2 separate regions of the Sus scrofa genome follow, and region 1 is linked to region 2. The links are chromatin contacts, called in public promoter capture Hi-C maps. All regions are on one chromosome and are shown on one strand. Each heading gives the region's core, a stretch centred on a gene start, on an enhancer-like site or on the middle of the called end of the contact. The rest is flanking DNA. Distances are from core to core; before and after follow the strand shown.

Region 1 (3,348 bases), core at 190-2,689, 64 kb after region 2:
ACGCCACCAGGGGGCCTTCCGTTTGGCGCAGTGGAAGGCATAGGGTGAAACATGGCAGCCCAGCCCCTTTCCCTCTTCCCATACTACCAGGGAGGAGGGAGGAAGAGGTGCCAGTCGGACTTGTTTCCGCTGCACCACAATGGGAACTCTTCATGTTACTATTTTGTATTAATTTTTTTCTGCCCTTTTTTCTTTTTTTTAGGGCCCCATTTAGGGCATATGGAAGTTCCCAGGCTAGGGGTCAAATCAGAGCTACAGCTGCTGGTCTACACCACAGCCACAGCAATGCCGAATCTTTAACCCACTGAGTGAGACCAGGGATCGAACCTGCATCCTCATGGATACTAGTTGGGTTTGTTTCCGCTGAACCACGGTGGGAACTCCAGAGGACATATTACTATTGAACCAGGTGCTCCTGATACCAAGGGTTGGGATCTAAGGGTTGGGATCACCAGACAAGCTGCTCCCTTGAGCAGAGACAGCAGCCTCAGGTGTACTGGGAAGATGTGGGGAGAAATTTTCCCAAGAAAAGCTGCATCCTTTCTCAGGATCCGAGAGGCTGAAAGGACTATCCCCGGAGAACATGGCCAGGAAGGGCCCAGAGTCAGGAGCCTGAGCTGTGGTGGCACAGGCCCTGCAGGAATTTCCCCATAGCAAGGGAAGCAGCTGTACTTTAACATACAGGCCAGGAGTTCCTGTTGTGGCTCCATGGGTTAAGAACCTGACATAGTGTCCTTGAGGATGTGCATTTGATCCCTGGCCTTACTCATTAGATTAAAGATCCGGCGTTGCTGCAAATTCTGGCATAGATCACAGATGTATCTCAGATCCCCTATTGCTGTGGCTATGGTGTAGGCTGGCACCTGCATCTCCAATTTGACCCCTGGCTTGGGAACTTCCATAGGCTGCAGGTGAGGCCCTACAAAGAAAAAAAAATCAAAATAAAATACAGGCTATGTTCCACCTAAGGAATGCATGACTAATAGTGTTATTTTAGGTATGCAGTAGTACTTGGTGGCTTAGGGAAAGTGAGCTTCTTGATCCCTTTGAATTACTTAAATCAGCGCAGATGAGGAGAGTGAGGTGAGGCTCATTTTGAGGGTGGGGGGTGGGGGTGGTCCCTCATACCAGGGAGTGCAGTGGGCTGGGCTGTAGGTCTTTATCTACTAATGGGAGGGACAGAGGCCTCCTAGGTGCCCCTCTGTCTGCAAGCAGGACCAGGCAGGGGTGTTACTGGGTCACAGGGCCTGGGGCAGCCAGGCCCTCTATGGGGGCTTAGCCTGCCAGGAAGAAACCCCTACCAGTCTGTCTGGGGACGCTGGGGCAGGGAGGTGCCGGGCAGGGCCAGCTGGCTGCTGGTGCCCTGGGTCCTCGCCCTCTGAGAGTGGATGGGTGGGGGCAGTGGCCGCGGAGTTCCTGGCTGGGAGCCCAGAGGAGTCTTTTGTAATCACAACATGATCTCGTGTGCTGAGCTGCAAAGCCGGCAGGGAGAGACCGGCAGAGGCCCGGCTCTGTGGCTCCGGCTTCCCTCCCGCTCTGGCTCCCCCAAGACTGTTCTGGAATTCTCTCGGTGCCCTCTGTGGCCATGCACTCGGCTGTGAGTGGCACCTTGCCTTTGGCGGGGGGCTTCTTGGGGCTGGGACATCAGGCGGCCACACTCTGGGGCAGCTGGGGACAGCTGGGCCTGGGAGGAAGAGGGCTGTGCCGGGGCGGGTGGGGGAGCTGGGCAGGGGCATTGGCCACAACGGAATCTCAGCAGCCAGAAGAGAGGGACCCAGGGATCTCAATGCCGAGGCACCCTGTTCCCAGGGCGCCTCCTGGGCTGGGCCTGCCCATGGAGCCGGCTCCTTCCTGCCCCGACTGCCAGCAGCTCGCAGCCTAGAGAGGTTGGGCCTGTGGGAGCGCTTCTTTCCCACAAGCTGGGCACAGGCCTGGGGAGTGGGGTGCAGGGCCTGGGAGCCCAGGACGGAGTAGGGACCTTTCTCTTCACTGCGGTTCTGGGCCTGGGAGCCAAACAGCTCCCCCCGACCTCCTGAATCCCCTGGCAACTTCCCAGTCACGGCAGGTTCCGCTGCCAGAGCCATTTATAACTCCCATTCCAGGCTCTGCTCAGCAGTGGCGCTCCCTGGAGAGCCTGGGGGAGGGGCAGCCAGTGCTGGGAGCTGCGGGCCTGGATATGAGGCCCTAACCTGAACCCCGGAGGAGGCAGAGAGATGGACAGGCAGGTCTAGCGGGGTGGGGGCTTGGGGCCTTCCATGGGACCCTAGCTCTGGGTCTGGGGTCTCTTCTTTGGGTGGTAAGAGTATGGTTGGGTGGGTATGTGAAAGCTGAGGACCTAGGAAGGCCTGGGCCCAGGAGTCAGGAGCTTGGGCCCCCTGCCCTCAGCAGGGGCCTCATGGGGCTGAGTCCCCGATGAGCAGGCAGGAGGAGAAGGATGCAGAGCTGGACCGGAGGATAGTTGCCCTTCGCAAGAAGAACCAGGCCTTACTGCGCAGGTACCAGGTGAGTGGGCTGTGACGGGCCGGGAGGACTGACTGAGTTGGCCTTCGAGATCTGACCTACAGACCCCTGCATGGTGATCTCTCCCTGCAGGCTCTGGGCCTGGGGCCAGGAGTAGGGTGGGTGTGTTCCATCTCAGAGGCTCTGAGAGGGTCTTGGGGACCCCATGATGGGGTGCCTCTGCCCCTGGTGTCTCACCGGTGTTTCTCTGTGTAGGCCTGTCAGTGTCTCTGTCTCTGTGCATCTGGGGCGGGTATGGCCTGTGCTGACCCCAGGCCCTCCTGCAGGAGATACAGGAAGACCGTCGGCAGGCGGAGCAGGGGGGCATAGCGGTGACCACGCCGGAGCTCCTCCGTCCTGACGGCCTCACTGTCACCATCAGCCAGGTTCCTGGAGTAAGCCCCACTCCAGAGCTGGGAGGTGGGGGGTGGTCGGGTGCTGGCTAGGAGGGGGAGGCCCAGCTGCCCCTGCTCCTCTGCTTCCCCATTCATGTTCTGGGGTAAACCTACCAGCTCTCAACCTCATGCAGCCCAGGCCACTGCTGGCCCCTATCCCCAAAGAGGCACTGCTGAAAGGTGACCAAACGGAAGCCTCCTCATGCCCTTTTCCAGCCTCAGAGCTCTGCATCTGTGCCCCCAAGCACAGGCCGCTCCCAAACCCCAAACCCCGGGGGCACAGAGAAGTTGGGGCTGAATGCAAGGAGGAGCGTCTGAGGGACAGAGCCTCATTGTCTGAGTGCTTTGGATTTCCCAGCTCAGAGATGATGGGCCACTGTGGCGTCTTGGGCCCCTGGGTGGCCTCAGGCCTGGATAACCTAATGCCACTGGTATGTGAACGCCTCGCGGAGTC
Region 2 (3,492 bases), core at 376-2,875:
ACATAAATCATTGCATGGCTTTCCACTGTACTTAAAGGAAAAACTCATTATATATATGTATGCATAACTGAGTCACTTTGTGTATACCTGAAACTAACAACATTGTAAATTAACTACACTTCAATTTTAAAAATGGTAAAAACGAAAAACCAGAAACCAAAACAACCCCAACTCTTTACTCAGGACTAGAAGGCCCTGTGAGGTGACTCCCTGCAGGCCTTTCCAGCCTCCCCAAGTACCTTTCTCATCCCCAACTCACTGCTCTCCAGTCACACTCCCTTCAGTTCTCTGCACTTTCAGGCACTTTTAGACACACCAAAGCCTTTGGCTAAAAGGGATTATTACTCAAGAGAAATTAGAAACTCTTCTGGGCTGGGAGTTCCCATCATGGCACAGCAGAAACAATCCAACTAGGATCCTAGGATCCATGAGGATGCAGATTCAATTCCTGGCCTCGATCAGTGGATCGGGAATCTGGGCGTTGCTCTGAGCTGTGGTGTTGGTCACAGACGCAGGTCAGATCCTACTTTGCTGTGGCTGTGGTGTAGGCCAGTGGCTACAGCTCCAATTCTCCAATTTGACCCCTAGCCTGGGAACTTCCATATGCCTCGGGTGCAGCCCTAAAATGCAAAAAAAAAAAAAAAAAAAAAGGAAAGAACGAAAAATAAATTCTTCTGGGCTGGAAAGCTTGAGAACTAGGATTGAACACTTTCTGCCAGAAGTGATTCAAAACTCTATCTGCTGACTGTAAATGCAACTAGGCTTTGGCCTCTGGCCAAGTTCAGACAGTTGCTTAGAGCCATGGAAGAATCACTCTTCCAGGAATCCAAACCAGTGTCCAAGTGAACCCAGTCTCCTTCCCCCAAGAATGGCTCTGGTTCAGCTCCATTTTTATTTATTTATTTATTTATTTATTTATTGGTCTTTTTAGAGCCGCACCAGTAGCTGCCGGCCTGCACCATGGCCACAGCAAAGCGGGATCTGAGCCGCCTCTGCGACCTACACCACAGTTCAGCTCCATTTGTAACGACATCATTCAAGTTTTTGTTCCACTTTGTACTCTGACAGGAGGAGTAGACTACAATGTGTATTTCACCCCCACCCCAAGGTGGGTATTCACATAAAGATTCTATGGTGATGATTAATCAGGCTCGAGGACTGCAGCCTTAGACAGTGTTGAGGTGTAAGAGTACTTCGGACAGATTACAGGCCCTTTTGCCACACACGGATAACCTTGCCAACCCTCCACCAAAAAACCCCTCAGACTCCCTGGAGCGTTCCTGTCCGCAATTTCTCCACTAACTCCGACAGCTCAGCCTTGCTACCGCCACAGAGGGAAGGCTAAGGCCCGCTACCCCCCCAGCGCTGGCGCTCCCTTATCAAAAGCGGCAGCTGAGTGAATTCCGCGCAGAAAAGCGCCCAGGCGACCACGAAGCAGGGAGAAGGGGCCGGGAAGGCGGTCGGGCTCCCTACCTGCTTCTGCTCCTCACTGAGACCATTGATCACATCATCCACCGGCAACAGCGAGCTGGCCTGCTGGGTAATCAGGCCACTGAACGCCTGTAGCTGCGGCCGCGGCCTCCAGCTCGCAAAGCGCCTACCGAGTAGCCAAGCTGAAGCCGCCATCTCTGCCTTGTAAGGGGAGCTGGAAGTAAAGCAGCCTTGAGCCAGGCACGCCCACACGCTCCACCAGTCCGCGGTTTTGCAGACGCCAACTAATTGGCGAGGGGGTGGGTCCCCATAAGCCAATCACCCTCCGTTGCCCGCTGAAGGCCCCTCGATCATTGTAAGCGGCACCAGCCAATCGGCGGTGACCGCCAGCATAAACACGCCCTGAAAGGAAAGGGTGCTAGCTGGGAGATGTGGGAAGTGAGGGCCGTCATCATTGGTTTGTCTTTTTTAAGTAGATGAGCCGGAAAAGTGTCTTCTTTTTTTTGAGGGGCGGCTATAGTGTTCCCCCCTGCGTGGAAAATAGCAGTCCTAACTGCAGAAGGCTGTGAGAAAGCAAATGCTAGAACAGCAAATGGAAAAATCCGCCAATGCCCCAGAGTGGTCTATACATTGTTAAAGCAAATCTGGGAGAAGAGCGCTTGCTCTAGGGTGCATTCTGGTTATGACTCAGTAAAATTTGCTTTATTATGTAACAAGGTTTGTTGATTTTGACTTGAATTTTATGGGAAAGTGGTTGTTAAGGAATTGCTATGTTCCAAATTATTTACTGTACATAAGAAGGGCAGTCAGGACACACTTTTAAGAAGAGAAGGAAACTGAGCTCAGGTTGGGCTCCTCCCCGCTGGAGACAGGTGTTGGTTGGAAAGGAAAAGTTGCTTTATTTAGATGACCAGAAACCTGGTAAGAAGGTGGACTTGTGTTGAAGAACCAATTCTGAAGATTCTGAGGGACCACGAAAGGTTTTAAAGGGATAAAGTAGGGGAGATAATCACAATCAGTCTTTTGTGAGGGGGTCAGACTCTTCCTTACCACTAACTGTGTGCAGACTTTCTTGTGACTAGTTGGTGGTGAGGTAACAGGGTGATGATGTTCCAGGAATCTGGTATTCAGATTGAGGTTACCATCCTCCACTTGGGTAGAGGCCTTAGTTCCTGCAAAAGAACTCAAAGATAGGAGTTCCTGTTGTGGCTCAGCAGGTGATGAACCCGGCTGGTATCCATGAGGCTCCATCCCTGGCCTCCCTCGGTGGGTTAGGGATCCGGCATTGCCATGAGCTGCAGAGTAGGTCATAGATGTGGCTCAGATCTGGCGTTGCTGTGGCTGTGGTGCAGCTACAGCTCCAATTCAACCCCTAGCCAGAGAACTTCCAAACAAACAACCCCTCAAAGATAGCTACATATATATATTCCTTGAGGAGGAACTGGGACTCTGCTTTATCACTGTACTATTGTTTCATTTTTTTAATGATTTTTTTCTCATTATAGTCGGTTTACAGTTTTCTGTCTTTTTTTTTTTTTTTTTTTTTTTGCTTTTTAGGCATATGGAGGTTCCCAGGCTGGGGGTCCAATTGCTGCTGGCCTATGCCACAGCAACGTGCAGGATCGGAGCCACGTCTGTGACCTACACCATGGCTAATGGTGATACCAGATCCTTAACCCACTGAACAAGGTCAGAGATCAAACCGAAACCTCATGATTCAATCGGATTCGTCTCTGCTGTACCACAATGGGAACTCCCTGTCAATTTTCTACCGTACAGCAAAGTGACCCAGTCACACACACATATATATGTTCTTTTTCTCACATTATCCTCCATCATGCTCTGTCAAAATTAACTACATATAGTTCCCAGTGCTATACAGGAGGATCTCATTGCTTATCCATTCCAAATGCATAGTTTTCTTTTTCCTTTTTTTTTCCCCTTTTCCCCATTTCTTGGGCCGCTCCCGTGCATATGGAGGGTCCCAGGCTAGGGGTCGAATCGGAGCTGTAGCCGCCGGCCTACACCAGAGCCACAGCAACGTGGGATCCAAGCCTCGTC

Evidence for each region. Promoter capture Hi-C pulls out the DNA fragments that hold promoters and counts their contacts.
Region 1: a contact with region 2 is called in a promoter capture Hi-C map of liver, with 4 times the contacts expected there. The contact joins the promoter of C1H15orf52 here to the promoter of IVD in region 2. A contact is called at or near these places in 2 of 5 promoter capture datasets (fetal skeletal muscle and liver), 10 of 47 Hi-C or Micro-C datasets (alveolar macrophages, blood, heart right ventricle and 3 more) and 2 of 2 datasets of contacts at active chromatin or transcription factors (alveolar macrophages and skeletal muscle).

The regions. Positions count from the first base shown.
Region 1 is chr1:130,973,196-130,976,543 of Sscrofa11.1, forward strand. It overlaps C1H15orf52, which reads left to right and starts at 1,440. Exons shown (of 12, transcript XM_003353393.4): 1 at 1,440-1,509; 2 at 1,512-1,597; 3 at 2,389-2,502; 4 at 2,787-2,894. The coding sequence starts at 1,455.
Region 2 is chr1:130,908,957-130,912,448 of Sscrofa11.1, forward strand. It overlaps IVD (isovaleryl-CoA dehydrogenase), which reads right to left and starts at 1,626. Exons shown (of 12, transcript NM_001167635.1): 1 at 1,474-1,626. The coding sequence starts at 1,626.